Regions from separate parts of the Mus musculus genome. Here all the other regions are linked to region 1. Evidence: chromatin contacts called from public ChIA-PET and HiChIP or PLAC-seq data. All regions are on one chromosome and are shown on one strand. Each heading gives the region's core, a stretch centred on a gene start, on an enhancer-like site or on the middle of the called end of the contact. The rest is flanking DNA. Distances are from core to core; before and after follow the strand shown.

Region 1 (4,910 bases), core at 673-3,172:
TGTGAAAAATCCTCTCTTAACCCAGTTAGAACGGGCCCTCAGAGCTCTGTAGCTTCCCATGTCTGAGCGAGGCTAGCCATTCTCGCCCACTGACCCTGTTGCCCCCGACTGAGCCTTCTGATAGAGTGTCCAGGGAGGCAGGAGCTCCTGGGGGCGGGACACCCAGCACCTTTCTTTTGGAGTAACCTTGGCTTGGACAGGGGTTCTCCATTTCACCAGGACGGACGCTGGAACTTTAAAGTGGCCGTCAGCTGGGAACACCTCTGACATGGGATGTTAGCGTGGTAGCATCATTAGCTGGGGACTTAAACATAGGAGGAGAGTCCTGTCATAAATGCATCACCCGCTGAGCACGATGTTCAGTGGGGTCCAGGTTAATACGTGCTGTGTGCTCTGTGCCCACGTACACCGAGTGGAGGGATAGTGAGCAGTTACAGTGCGGGTTGCCATGGTTAAGGAAACAGAGGTAATCACAGTGAATGATCCTGAGCCCAGCTTTGTAAGAAACTGATTCAAGTGCAAGACATAGGGGGAGAGGAGGAATTTGTCCGATTAGCTGACTTTAAAAAAAAAAGATTGTATGTTTACTGTAGACAAGATAGTATTTAAGGTCTGTAGAGCCTAGGAGATGCTGAGAAAACTGTTTCTACAGTAAAAGCTAGAACGTATTAGGGTAGCAGACAGTGTGTTTGCTGCCTGAAGGTCACATACTTGCGTCATTACAAGTCTGCCCCCGTTGTGTGTGTGTAGCACAATGCACTCTTTGATGCCGGGTGCCGCACTCTCATGTGGAGGACAGTCACGTGCTGCGTTTTCTTCTTTCAGACATTAAGAACATGATCGGTTCTCAGTTTCCAGTTTTAAATGGCTGGTGAGGGGGAGATTACCTAATGAATGGCCTTTGTCTATACCTTTGTGCTATTTTTTTGCTTTTCTTACTATACAGGAGTCAGTTTGGTTGCAACCTCTTAAAAGGAAAGTTGAATCTCCTAGATCTGGGGACCAGCTGCTCAGAGCAGACTGCAGACCCTTCCCTCTGACTGGGCCACTCACGTTTTTAATCACACAGGAGTTTTGACTACTAGGACAGAAGCCTGTGACTTCGTTACATACCACTGGAGTAGGCTCTACTGCTAGGTTGCTCACATTGCTCTGCTTATTTGACCTTAGGAAATAATGTCACCCCTGTGTTTGAGTTTCTTCCTCAATAACGTTAGTTAATAGTGTAGAATAAGACATGGAGAAAATGAAACAGTAGCAACTTACACTGCAAGTCCATGTACAGGCACAGTGAGGTTATAAGGATGGATGGGTGCTGGAAAGGCTGTTCTTCCAGGTGATAAGAGGATATTGCCCCAGGTGACTCAGGATTCCAGAGATAAGACTGAGCTGAGGGGTAAGGAAGTGGTGACCTCATGCCAGCCAAAGCCCCCGAGACGCACAGGAGGAGCTGTGCGGAGGGAGGACCTCGAAAGGGCAGGACCTGTCTGCTCATTTCCTGAACTGTCCCCAGGGTGGTTGAGGTTAAGGCCCAGGCTTTGCTTCCTTTCCATTTTGGCTTCTCTTTAGAGAAACAGCCAGCTCTGGTGTGTGTGTGTGTGTGTGTGTGTGTGTGTGTGTGTGTGTGTGTGGGTGTGTGTGTCTGTGTGGGGGTGGGTGGGTGTGGGTGGGGGTGGGTGGGTGTGAGTGGGGGTGGTGTGTGTGTATGTGGTGTGTGTGGGTGGGTGTGAGTGTGTGTGGTGTGTGTGTACATGGTGTGGGTGGGTGTGTGTAGGCTGCCTCTACAGTGTGATGGGCACCTTCTTCCGTCCCCTGGTTTCTGACAAGGAATACATTCCCTGTGCCATGTCTCATTCTCTGTGTGACTTAATGCACTTGCAGGTGTTGGGTGCATCAAGCACCACCCACTGCACACGATCAAGCGAGCTTCATCCTGTCAAGTGATCAAGCGAGCGGGGGAATGCAGACATGAGCTAGGCTCGGCTGTCCTTTCACTACACCTTTCCAGAGAAGCTTTAAAGAGGAGAAGTTTGGGTGGGGACACACACACAGCATGCTTGCCCCATAGGCTCAATATTGCTCTCTGATCATAGCCCCTCCCCGTGTTGGGACGGCCTGGGGTCAGGGGATAGAGAGTACATTAAGCCCCCTAAGACCTTGTGTCTTTATTTGACTTTATTGGAAATTTTTTACTTATTTTTTAGTTATGTGTATGTGTGTATCTACATGTGAGTATGTGCCCATGTACACATACATGTAGACGTTACCTGTAGATTTCGCATGTAGATAGTACGTATAAGTGAGTGCAGGTACCTATGGAAGCCTCAGGCGACATATCCCCTTGGAGCTAGGGTTACAGGCGGCATGAGCTGCTCAGTGGGGGTGCTTCCAACTGGACATGAGGTGTGTGATACGTTGCATTCTGAGAAAGAAGTGGACTAACCCAGCCCAGCCTTTTTATCACTGCATGTTGGGAGGTGGCCTCCTTGGTTAGACATGTATGGACATCTCTGGAAAGTTTCAGGAGGAGGGCTAGAGTAAGAGTACGACCTGATGATGATACCGTTCCTTGATGAAACCCAGGAAGCTGAATCTGCTCAGACGGGAAGCCCCTCCCCCACCCCCATTGAGCCTCACATTTCACACTGCCCCTGTTCCCAGCCTTGTACTCCCTGAAAGAGTTTGAGAACTTACAGAGCCTAGGCACCCTGGTAACTCTTCAGTGTCCTGGACATTTGGAGTTGAACCACTGAGTGTGAGTCACATGCTGAGAATGAGCAGAGTCGGGGTTCTGAGTGTCGCATAGGCTCTGAGGTTTCCCCCAGCGGAAGTATTTATTGTTGTACCACATTACATGCATAACAGCTTATGTTCTGTTGCCTGTTTTTAAATGTATTTAACGTGTGTGAGTGTTGTCTGCATGCATGTTGTGCCTGTATCATGAGCGTGTCTGGTGTTCCCCACAGGCCAGAAGAAGGCCTTAGAAGGCATTAGATCCCCTGGAAGTGGACTTACAGATAGTTGTGAGCCACCACATGGCTTCTGGGAACTGAGCACAGGTCCTCTGCTAGAGCAGCCAGGGCTTGCTCTTAACCACTCAGCCTCTCTTTTAGGTGTGATGCGTGCCCTGGGGACATGAAGCATAGATTCTCGAGGTTCCTCTGGGTGAGCAGTGCAGGACACAAGAGGAAAACTGAGTCTGGAGCGAGCACAGGGCTGGTCCTGGCTGATGGTACAAGCTTGTGATTCCAGCATGTAGGAGGCAGAGGTGTGGGCCTGTAGGTCCAAGGCTAAGCTGGAGAGCAGAATGAGTTCTAGGCCTGCCGGGGCTGTATGATGAGACTGGAAGAAGAAGAGCCACAAAAACAAACAAAAAACCCTAAATCTAGCCCTTGATTCTCTTCCCCAGAATAGGAGGTGAGCAAAGCTAGTTAATAATCAAATGTGGGACTGGCCTCTCAACATTATTATGCATGTACACACAAAAATCACAACTTGTGTAGGTTATCACACGTAATCAAAACTCCTGATGTCGTGTATAGAATTGAGATTTTGACTCTACCTGAGGGTTTGTTCCTGCTGTCGTGCTTATACGCACCCCAATCATTCATCTTCCCCTAGGCCTAATATTGTCTTCGTTTTCTCCTCACTCCAATTGATTATAATGTTAAAAATTTGTTGTGTAGTTCAGAAGTTATCAGAAATAGCGTTCTGACATTTTTATGAGTATGGTACAATTTTATTTTCTAAGCAAAGATATGTTCAGGGTAAAAGCAGTGACACAGGACAGATTATATTTGAAATGTATGAGGTTAACACAGTGAAGAGACAAAATGGTAAAATGGTTAAGTTGGGGAGCTGTCTCCCGGGTCTCAGGATCCCACCCACATAAATGCTGGGTGTGGTGATGTGTGGCTGAAACCCAGGGTTGGGGAAGTGGAGACAGGCAGGTCGCTGGAGCTCTCTGGCCAGCCAGTCTAGCCTAATTGGTGTGTGCACTCCAGGTCAATAATAGACTCTGACTTCAAAAAGAAATAGATCGCGTGCCTACGGATGACACGCAAGGCTGCCATCCTCTGACTGCCATGTGCACATGTGTACGCATCTACACATACACACGTCATTAAGAAGTGGCATATGAGTACATTTTACCTGTTTTTCCACGTTCTTGGCTATGTCGGGCTGCACATGCTTCTGTCATGCTTGGCACACATGCACATGGCATCTGTAGATATGTAAGGCAGGAGTGGAGAGGAATGTGGGATGGGTGGGTAATTCAGATGTGGTCCTTCTGAGAAACCCCACAGGCTCTTGGAGGGACCTGTGATAGAAGACTGGCATTTGGGATACCCTGGACCTTCTGTTCCTATTTTATTGACCCAAAACCTTTCCACTTTCTTTGCTCTGTGTTTTAAGTCTTACTGAAGACTGAGAAAACGTTTCTAGTGATGAATATAAAGTTTGAAAATTAGTGGTATAGAGAGGAATACCTATTGGGGCACAGGTAGGACCATGGAGCTGTCCGGGCCACTTTGATAGTCAGAATTCCCAGTGTCCTCCATCTGAAATGACAAATCTGAGCTAGGGACAGTCAAAAGCTACTTAAGGCTCCTGTGTTTTAGAATTCTTATTCGGGAGCTGCAGACCCCAGCACTTAGCTGGAGGGCAGCAGAGGGCCCAGGAAGCATCCTGCTGGAGTGTCCTGTCTCTTTAACTCTGTTTGTTATTGTGTGTCATGTAGACAAGAAACAAGAGGATCCAACAGCCAGTGCGTGGCTTTTTAAAGGGTGATTAGTTGTTTTTAGATTAGGGGTTCAGACTCTTCATAGAGAGAAGACGGCAATCCTCTCTTCCTGTAGTTACCCTGGAGTTCCTGCTGAGCAGACCAACACAGCCAGCAGAAAAGGGCA
Region 2 (4,910 bases), core at 949-3,448, 190 kb after region 1:
CGAACGTGGAAGAGCAATGTAGAGAGAGCGAGGGTCTGCACAAGTGAGTGCTGACATGCGCACTGCATCTACCTTGTAAACAGTGGTGTGCTCAAGTTGGGCAGTTTGCGTACAGTTCTGCTTTAAGCGACCATCGAGCCCGTTTTCTAGACTCTTAGGGGAGTCAAAACTAGGGGATTTGTCCCTAAACAAATCTCCTTCTGGTTCCAACTAGAGAGACTCTTGCTCGCCACCGGAAGTTCTGCAAGGCGAAATGAAACCGGGTACGCAAAGCATTGTGTCTCTGACGCAGAGGACCAGACGTGTGACGTGACAAAATGCCAAGGATGTGAGCTCTCCACAGTACATCGCAGAGTACCACTGGTGGAGACAGAATAAGGCAGGTCTGGGGAGTTCTTCCCTGGGGCCAAACTCAGCTTCCCTTCCCGTGCTCAAGCACCCTTTCTCTGGAAACCCGCCCTACTCTCTCCGCAAGCATTTCCACCGAAGACCTTGGCACCCAAAGAGCCTATACCCCATGATAGATGTAATTTAATATCATTTTGTTGTTAGATGTATCTCCAGACGTGGACCAGGTCATTTAATATTGCATGAGGGGAATGGGGTTGGAAGGCGGGGTAGGGGAATTCCAGACCAGTGTGACTAAACTTAAATTTGAAAGTTTTCAATACGAAATGCCCAGTGCATTGGAGTTTGTATCCTTTTACAGGTAACTAAAAGGGAATGTCCCCTCCCTGCAACAGAAAAAATAGCAACCTTAACAATGTTTTAAAGAACAGAAGGAAAAACTTCATTGTGATTCTCCTCTCCTGCCTCAACAAAGCTACTGGCAGGTACCCTTGACCGCTGTATCATTTACCTGACTCAGTTCATAAAGTGGATGGATACGCTGCTGTACTCCGCTTAGGCCACCACCCTCACTAGACATGCAGAGGCCGCTGGCTTACACACATTGTAACATTTGTGTTGTGTTTAACGGGTCCAAAGTGTCCTTCTTTCAAACCACTTTTAGAGCATCCTTCTTTTAGGTTGTTGATGCCTATAAATGTATCTCCCTCGGGCTGATACCACCTGATACCACCGTGTGGTTGCTGCCGCTGCCAGATCAGCGCCCCCCCCCCCCCCCCGATTTCAGCAGTGGGGCAGGTTTGAAATAGCATCTTTAATAAAAGGGCAATGGGCCTTACCGCTGTTTCCTTTTGTAGATTTTAGTTATTATTGGGGCTTTCCTGGGGTTCTGGCTCTGAACGATCCTGTCAGGCATTGGCTCAGTGTTTCTCTGCTATTCAGAGATGGCACCAGGCCCATGGGGTTGAGAGTGTAATACAGATGTGTGCGTTATCAGGAATGTTCCAAAAAGCACCTCGTGGTTTTCTCTGGGGTTCATTTTTGTTTGTTTGTTTGTTTTTGTTTTCTTTTTTTGTTGTTTTTTCTTTGGGGGTTTGGGGGGGCTGTTTTGTTTTGCAGAATTAACCCTTTCAGGGGGGTTATTGTCCTCAGTTGTCTTAGTTATGTGACAGGAAGGCCTTAGGGTGGGGATCTCTTCCTTCATCTGGAAACTTAATTTCAAATCTTACGCTTACTGCATAATGAAAAATGCCCAGGAATTGTGTGAAAGTAAGGATGAGCTGTTGCCCTGACATCTGAAAATTTTGAAACAGGTGACTATTACAGAAGCCTATTAGCTTTTCGGGACTCCCTTCCCCACAAGTTTTAAGTCAATGATCCCTCTTTCTTCCTATATTTTCTCTGCTGCATATATGATCAGTGACCTTAAAAAGCAGTCATTCAAAAACTATGTTTGGCAAACACAGCTTAATTTTCAAGTCTGGTGCAGAGTTTCTCACAGAGAGCTGGGGCCCTGAAGACAGAACGCGCTCTTTTGAGCTGCATTTTGAAAAGGGAAGGGAACTGTAACTCATTCCTTGTGGTAGAGGACAAGCAATGACTCTCGGCAATGGTCTGGGGCTCCGACCTGCCACTGCCACCGTAAAGACCCGGCTCGTGGGGCTCCGACCTGCCACCGTAATGATCTACCTCCGTGGGGCTCCGAACCGCCACCGCCACCTGGCTCCATGCCCTTTCCCTCCTAGCCTCCGAGCAGCTTCTCTGGCTGCCACGTGACCCCAAGAGGCCATTTCATGTGTTCCCACTGGGTACCACCTCTGCTGTGCCCTCTGGTGGCCTTGGCTCACCACTGCTGCTGCCTCAGCAAAGTTTGACCTTGGCGCTATCAAGAGCCATCTCTCCTCTCTACTCCAGCCGCTCATGGGAGTCCGGGTGCCTGCTGACGCTGCTCCAGCCGAGAGGGAGTGATTTGTCTCCTCAGCTGGCCACAGCAGTCCACCCTGCTCCACTCTCCAGTAGCTTACACACTGAGACCCTGAAAACCACGCTGGTTCCCCAGGCCCTGCATCATTTAGGTGACCACAGTATACCACTGCCTCAAAAAATATTTCTCCTCTTTTCAACAGTCCAGACGAGATAGACCAAGCCAAAGAATGAAGCTTAGTTATTACACCACATGTAAGAGGAAACTCAAAATAGATCAATAGCTTATGTCAAGAGCTAAACCAATAAAACTTTTAGAAGAACACAGGAGGAAAGCATCATGACCTTAATGAAATGGGGTCTTGGGTCTGGGATCAAACGCAGAAGCAATACACAGGGGCTGGGGTAAATTAGACCCTAACAAATCTAAGAACCTGTAACATTGAAGGATTTTATCAAGAAAGTGAAAATAACCACTAGGGAATGAGCAGGGTGGCAACTCAGACAACAGTCTGAGCAAATCCCAGCACTTGGGAGGCAGAGGCAGGTGGATCTCCAAGTTTGAGGCCAGCCTGCTCTACAGAGTGAGTTCGAGGCCAGCCAGAGCTGCCCAGAGAAACCCTGTCTCAAAAACAAACAACCTCTGCCCCTACCTCCCAAAACCCAATAGAATGGGAGACTCTGCCAATTCCACACGGGATGTTGTGTGAATATTCCTCAGGAGGTGTGACCAAATGTCTGTTCACTACAGTTGGGGCACCAAGGAGAAGTAAGGAAACCACTCCCCCAAAGTCTTACTTGCTGAACAAATGAGTTTATTACGGTTATTGGCAGAAGCATGGGTGACCAGTTCCATCACCCAAAGTCTCCTACCCCAGCTAGCAGTGCATGTAAGCCACATCCAAGAGCCTGTAGCCCAGTTTGTAGGCAGCAACACCAAAAAGGCTCCGCTCCAGGGCAATTGCTGTGGGAGGGATTGTGTGTGAGGCTAGTAGCTTTCTGAGCTTCCTGTAATGTTCCTGAGCTTTCTAAGCCTTCGAGTTTTCCCCTTCCTCTCCCCAGAACAGAATGCTTCAGTTTGGAGAAGATAGCTGCACAATCTGTAGGAAGGGTCTAACGTCCAAAATAATAGTCTTCATTTCTCAATAATGAAAAAGCAAACAAACAACCTTTAAACTATCAAAGCACTTGGGTTAGCATTTCTCCAAGATACACACACACACACACACACACACACACACACACACACACACCCTGATATACATATAAAAGGATACTCAATCAGTATCATTGATCCCAATGGAAATGTAAACTAAAGCCATCTTCAGATCTCTCCTTACACTCACTAGGATGGCTATAACCAAAACCAGACAACAGGAAGAACTGTCCAAATGTGGTAAATCGGAGCACCCGTAGCTTACTGATGAGAATGTAAACTGTAGGCTGCTGTGGAGAGCAGTTTGCAGGTTCCTGACAATGTTAAGTACGCCCCCGGGTGGTGCAAGCAGAGAATTGACTCCTGTGAGGTGTCCTCTGGCTTCCCCATGCCCACTGTAGCACACGAGTGTGCCCTACACACACACACACACACACACACACACACACACACACACACACTGGCACATAAATGCACAAATAAATGCAACTGTAAATGTAATGCTGAGTACAGTCAGGAGTAGTGAGGCAGGCATGTAGGCAGCACTCGGCTTGTGGAGGCGGGAAAACTACAAGTTAGACACAGTGGTCAGCCTGGGCTATATGGAGAGAGCCTGTCTCAAAGCCAAGGAACAACAAGACAGGAAGTTCACTGACTTATCTTGTCTGTTTATTGATGATACAACCCCCATTTCAGGAGAGGTTAGCCTATAGCAGTGAAGACATGCTTCTCAGAAGAGCTGAGGAGAGCCTGCACAGGCAGGCCCTGGGGTTACTGCCCTCTAATGCATTAGGCCACGCCCCTCTGGTTCAATCAGTTTCCACAGTCATCCACGTCTCAATGCTGTTTGGGGGTGGGGTGGGGATAGGGTTGAGATGGCTTAGTGAATCAAAGCTCTTTCTGCCAGCGATGCAGGTGACTCGAGATTGCTCGCTGGCCAGCAACCCAGCTCCGGGGTTTAGTGAGAGACCTGTCTCAAGAGAATAAAACATAGGGTTATAGGTCAGGATATTGGGTGTCCTTCTCTGGCTTCCACCTATCCCTGAGGGCACCTGTGCACATCTGTGTGGTGAGGAGCTGAGGCCCTCCATTTGACAATGGCTGTGTAAAGCACTATGCAGAAGCAGCAAGGTACACAGAGGCCCAGGAGAACAGCCCTTTGCTCTAGGGGCAGACAGTAGCCATGTCTGAGGAAAGTCACCGGCAGGTAGGACAGAGGGGGGAGCTTTGGACATGGTAGCCGTAGACCGTGGGATGCGACTTGTCCCTGAGCTCATGCACCCTGCAGAGGCCATGGCTATTGACATGCCAGGAGAGCTACAGAAATGGGGCAGGCAAGGCGATGTGGAGCTGCCCACGGAGCCACTTCTCCTTCCTCCTGGTGAAAGTCTTGCTTGCTGTTTTCTTGGTGTAGTCTTGTGTTTTATAAGGAGTGTGGCCTTAAACTGAGTCTCCTGTCTGCGCTACCCAAATGCTGGGATCA
Region 3 (4,910 bases), core at 784-3,283, 150 kb after region 1:
CTGCCAACACACTAAAAACAAAACAAAACCAAAAAAAAAAAAAAGTGATTCATACAAAGAGGCATTTTCTTCCTGATTTGCAAAAGAAGTTTTCCCACAGGCATGCCATTTTTTAAAGCTAAGAGCTGTCTACACCTCTGAACTCATCATCCAAATTCAATAGAATGAGGTGGGTGCTCCCAAGCTTCTGGCCTGGGGTACAGCTCGGTGGGTAGGGCACTTGTCTGGATCCTCAAAACCTTGAATTGAATCCCTAGGACTGAAAACACAAACAGCCAATTGCACATAATGGAGCAGCTGTCCACTGCTGTCGGCTGTGAGGGTCCGCGGAGGACCCTGATCCAGCACAGCGCCTGGACTGTGTGGCTGCTTGTAGGAATGAGTCCCTGTGATGAATCAAAGACAAACAGCATCTTGCGGCACCATCCCAAAAAAGTAGCAGGAGAAATAAGGATCAGACAACTACCGACTCCACGACAGTAGAGTAGTAGGGTGTGAGGGCCTTGGAGAATGGGCATGGGAAAAAGAAGGGTTGTCTCTCAACGTAGAGAAGAGCTTTACATACAGTAGAGCCCTTGAACTCGGAGCTAGACTGTTGGATGAGGTTAGCTCTGCTCCCAAAGTGAGAAAGAAAAGTCACAGAATGTGAGCGTGGGCTACTGTGTTACGGCGGTCCCAGTGTGGATTATACCACTGCCCTTTGTTATCTAAGAGCAGTGTGTTTGTGGGCATCACACCCCACCATTCCACAGTCTGCCGTTATGTAATCAGATCTGACTCCACACTATCTACTCAACACTGAATGGTTAAACAGCCTGCTCTTGTTGCAGAGAAGGGAGGAATCCAGGTGTTTGGATGAGGGAGTGGTTCTAGTGTTTCTTCGTGGTTTTGAGTGTGTATGATGTGGGTACCTGAAGTCGTGTGTAAATGTGCATATTATGTGCGATGGGAAAATTAAGGGAAGATCATGGTTCTCTTCTACCAAGCCAAAAGATTTAGAGGCTGTGGCCAGCATGGCAGCTCATAGAGCAGGCCAGACTCATCCCTACAGCCATCCCTGCATCCCAGGGTCGTCCCAGAGCCATCCCAGAGCCCCACTCATTGAGAGTCATCACCAATTGCTTAGGAAAGAGAAACTAACAGGTAACACCAGAAACTTCTGGAAACCATTCAGCATTCTTTGTACAAATTTTGTGGCCAGTTCTCATGTTGGCCTCATTTGGTCTCAAGTGTGTCTGGGTGCAGCTCCGTGGTAAGTGCTTACTGAGCATGCCCAAGGCCCTTGGTTCAACTCCCACCTGCAATAAATAAAGACATAAGTCAGACGCTGTGGAGTGTAAGTTCCAGGGCCTCTCCAGACAGTGCGGTATTAGCACAGCTGGATTGAAGGGCCTTTTCCTTTTCATGGATGTGCCTAGCAACCAGGAAGATTGAACGTCTGTACTGTGTACTGATAAGCAATCCGTACTCTTGTTTCATGAACTTTAAATTTCATATAAATCATGTGTTACTTTGCTTCATTTTTAGCTAGTTATGCCCGTTGGATTTACCCATCCCAGAGCCATCCAGCTGACCTGGCTCACTCACTGTGATGAACGCAGTGTTGAACTGCTTCTGTAACCACACTGTTCTCGCTCCTTTTTACTCCTGTGGGTCAGGCGACTTGCTTTCACGGTTAGCTATTTCAGAATACTGAAAAGGACATTCTTCCAGTCCCCATGTCTCTGGACACACGGAAGTGGAATTGTTGGTCAGCTGTTAGCTTCCAAATGTGTCCCTGTGTTTCTCTCCATTCTAATCACCTGCTGGTACTGTCTCACTTCTGGGGGGCATGAAACAGCTTCTGATTGTTTTAATTTGCATCTCTCTGACTTTTAATTTAATAGCACACATTTTCATGTGACCACAGACCATTAAATGTCCTCTTCTGCTACCTGCTTGGTTGCAGTCAGCTGCGGTTTCAGTGTGAAATGTCTCCCACAGCTCTTATTTGAATGTTTGGTCCTCAGATGGTGGCATTTCAGGGAGGATGTGGCGGAGGTGGGGCCAAACTGGAGGAAATGGGTCACCACTGGTAAGTCTAGTAGGTTAGAGCCTGGCCTGCTTCCTGCAGGCTTTCTGCTTCCTGACAGCCAGGCTTTCTGCATGAAGGTGAAGGCACTCCTGAACCAGGAGCACAAATCATTCCTTCTCCTAAGTCCTGGACAGGTATGTGGTCACAGTGACCAAAAGAATAATTAACACACACACACACACACACACACACACACACACAATTTTATACATTCTTTCTTTTTTGGAGGGTTGTGTTTACTTTTTCTTTATAACTTTTAAGAATAGACTGTATACTTTTTATAGCGATTGCTTGGCAATGTGAGATACAGATGTCTTCACCAAGTCTATGTTTGTCTTTTCACTTTGTCAGTGGTATACTTATCATGAAAAACCATTTCTAGCAGGGCATGACGGTACACTCCTTTAATCCCAGCACTGTGTAGGCAAGGGAGGGTGATTTCTGTGAGCTTGAGGCCAGCCTGATCTACAAAGCAAGTTCCAGGAGAGCCAGGGCTACACAGAGAAACTCTGTCTTCAAAAACAAATGATAGAAACAAAGAGAGAGAAAGACTAATTTCTAAGTCATGTAACTCAGTGTATAATTGTTTCATGCTAACTTTTGCTTTTGTCTTATTTAAGAAACCCTGCTTCATTGGAGGGTGTGATGGTTTGTATATGCTTGGCCCAGGGAGTGGCATTATTAGAAGGTGTGGCCTTGTTAGAGTAGGTGTGTCACGGTGGGTGTGGGCTTTAAGACCCTCATCCTAGCTGCCTGGAAGTCAGTCTTCTCCCAGCAGCCTGCAGATGAAGATGCAGCACTCTCAGCTCCTCCTGCACCATGCCTGCCTGGACGCTGCCATGTTCACACCTTGATGATAATGGACTGAAGCTCTGAACCTGTAAGCCAGCCCCAAGTAAACATTGGCCTTATAAAAGCTACTTTGGTCATGGTGTCTGCTCACAGCAGTAAAACCCTAACTAAGACAGAGGGCACATCAATATTTCCTATAGTTCTGGTTGCAGTTTTTCACCATGGCTGGAACTAACTCCAACCCCCCCCCCCCAACACACACAAAACTGGTAAACTCTCTATTGTTGTGATAAACCACTCCGACCAAAAGTAGCTTGGGGAGAAAAGGGTTTGCTTGACTTCCATAATAGAAGAAAGCCAAGACAGGAACCCAAGGCAGAAACTGAAGCAGTCACCATGGAGTAGCGGTTCTCAACCTGTGGGTCTCCTTGGTGCCTTCGGGCATACATATCAGATATTTACATCATGACTAATAACAATAGCAAAATTACAGTTATGAAGTAGCAACAAAATAATTTTATGGGGGTGGGGGAGTCCCCACAACAGGAGGAATCGTATTAAAGGTTGCAGCATTGGGAAGATTGTGAACACTGCATGGAGGACACTATTTAGTTGTAGTCTCCCCTCCCCCAGCCTGAAACCTGCTTGCTCAGGGGTGGAGCTTCCTGCTCATTCGTTCTGCCACGCCCACTGCTGGAACCTGCGGAGCCACACACGTGCACCTTTCTACTGGACCAGAGATTATTCGGCGGGAATCGGGTCCCCTCCCCCTTCCTTCATAACTAGTGTCGCAACAATAAAATTTGAGCCTTGATCAGAGTAACTGTCTTGGCTACATTCTTTTCTCTCGCCACCTAGCCCCTCTTCTCTTCCAGGTTTCCAAAATGCCTTTCCAGGCTAGTACCCAGGTTGTGGTCTGCTGGCCGGACACAACATTTAGTGACTTGCTCTCATGGCTTGCTCAGCTTTCTTTCTTTAATTAAAAGAAATTTATTTTATATGTACACATGTTTTACACACATGCATACCTGTGTACCGCATGTGTGCCTGGTGCCTGCAGAGGTCAGAAGAGGAACTGGAGGTATAGATAGTTGTGTGTCACCGTGTGGGCGTTGGGAATCAAACCCAGGTCCTCCGCAAGAACAAGTGCTCTCAACCGCTGAGCCATCTCTCCAGCTCCTTGGCTGGCTTTCTTATATCCCTCAGGACTATTTGCCCAGGGGCAGTAGCACCAACAGGAGTTGAGCCCTCTCATTTCAAGCATTCATCAAGAAAATGCCCTGCGGCCATGCCTACAGGCCAATCTGATGGAGGCAGTTCCTCTCTGAAGCTTTCTCCTCCCAAGTGACTCTAGTTTGTGTCAATTCGACAAAAACTAAGCAGCATGGTGACACATGAATTTTTTTTAAAATTTTTTTGAAACAGTCTCTCTATGTAGTCCTGCCTGTACTAAAACTTGATATGAAGACCAGGTTATTCTCCAACTCACAAGAGATCTGCCTGACTCTGTCTCCCGAGTGCTGGGATTAAAGGCATATGCCACTGGACCCAGCCTATGAATCTAGTTTTTTGTTTTGTTTTGTTTTGTTTTTTCTTTAGAAATATACTTAGCTCAGTGGCCTTGGCTTCGATTTTGTAGACCCACAAAAAATAAGCAAAGAAAACCACTACGAGTCAAAACCTGGTTGCTCTTGATTGAGTAGCCTTCCTTTCCCTGATGATTTGAAATGTCACTTGTCACATTCCAAATTCTAATTTCTTCTTTTTTTTTTTTTTTTCAGAAAATGTCCCATCGTTCTATTCATCCAAATCTGTCACAGGGGTTCTTTAATGGCTGTCATTTTGCTGTGTGTCCTGATGTCTTTCGGGTGAGTTATTTTCTATGTATCATTTCAAAATTGCTTTGGCTACTCGGGGGCCTATTGTTCTCCTGAATGAATTTTCCGACCTTCTTATTAAAGTCAGTGAAGAAATTCCTCAGAGATCTTGAGTAAAATGTATTAAATGTGTAATGGACACTTCGGAAGACAGGGAGTCTCGTGCA

Evidence for each region. ChIA-PET counts read pairs in DNA pulled down with a chosen protein or histone mark. HiChIP or PLAC-seq counts read pairs in DNA pulled down with a chosen protein or histone mark.
Region 2: an RNA polymerase II ChIA-PET map of memory CD8 T cells shows a contact between it and region 1, with 58 read pairs. The contact joins two enhancer-like sites. A contact is called at or near these places in 8 of 39 promoter capture datasets (the 3T3-L1 cell line, 3T3-L1-derived adipocytes, the C10 cell line and 4 more), 2 of 484 Hi-C or Micro-C datasets (bone marrow-derived macrophages and muscle stem cells), 4 of 115 datasets of contacts at active chromatin or transcription factors (bone marrow-derived macrophages, embryonic stem cells and memory CD8 T cells) and 1 of 9 other capture datasets (embryonic stem cells).
Region 3: a contact with region 1 is called in an H3K27ac HiChIP or PLAC-seq map of double positive thymocytes, with 6 read pairs. The contact joins two enhancer-like sites. A contact is called at or near these places in 1 of 39 promoter capture datasets (the SN4741 cell line), 3 of 484 Hi-C or Micro-C datasets (Sertoli cells, bone marrow-derived macrophages and nephron progenitors) and 10 of 115 datasets of contacts at active chromatin or transcription factors (the HPC-7 cell line, differentiating embryonic stem cells, double positive thymocytes and 6 more).

The regions. Positions count from the first base shown.
Region 1 is chr10:42,217,188-42,222,097 of GRCm38.p6, reverse strand. All of the region lies in intron 2 of Foxo3 (forkhead box O3), which reads left to right. Among named protein-coding and RNA genes, the nearest start is that of Gm38485, 55 kb to the left of the region's middle. Within about 2 kb of position 1,922, at least 103 of the 459 cell types and tissues checked have an H3K27ac peak or open chromatin away from gene starts, as enhancers often do. A contact at or near this core is called in the HPC-7 cell line, double positive thymocytes, memory CD8 T cells and 1 more, where this site is marked.
Region 2 is chr10:42,028,484-42,033,393 of GRCm38.p6, reverse strand. It overlaps 1700016J18Rik (a long non-coding RNA gene), which reads right to left. Exons shown (of 3, transcript XR_871596.3): 3 at 4,284-4,397. Among named protein-coding and RNA genes, the nearest start is that of Gm51798, 12 kb to the left of the region's middle. Within about 2 kb of position 2,198, at least 61 of the 459 cell types and tissues checked have an H3K27ac peak or open chromatin away from gene starts, as enhancers often do. A contact at or near this core is called in memory CD8 T cells and muscle stem cells, where this site is marked.
Region 3 is chr10:42,065,819-42,070,728 of GRCm38.p6, reverse strand. Gm40630 (a long non-coding RNA gene) reads left to right here. Exons shown (of 5, transcript XR_871601.1): 3 at 1-2,208; 4 at 4,648-4,734. Gm51798 (a long non-coding RNA gene) reads right to left here. Exons shown (of 3, transcript XR_003948997.1): 2 at 1-11. Among named protein-coding and RNA genes, the nearest start is that of Gm40630, 14 kb to the left of the region's middle. Within about 2 kb of position 2,033, at least 39 of the 459 cell types and tissues checked have an H3K27ac peak or open chromatin away from gene starts, as enhancers often do. A contact at or near this core is called in the HPC-7 cell line, double positive thymocytes and memory CD8 T cells, where this site is marked.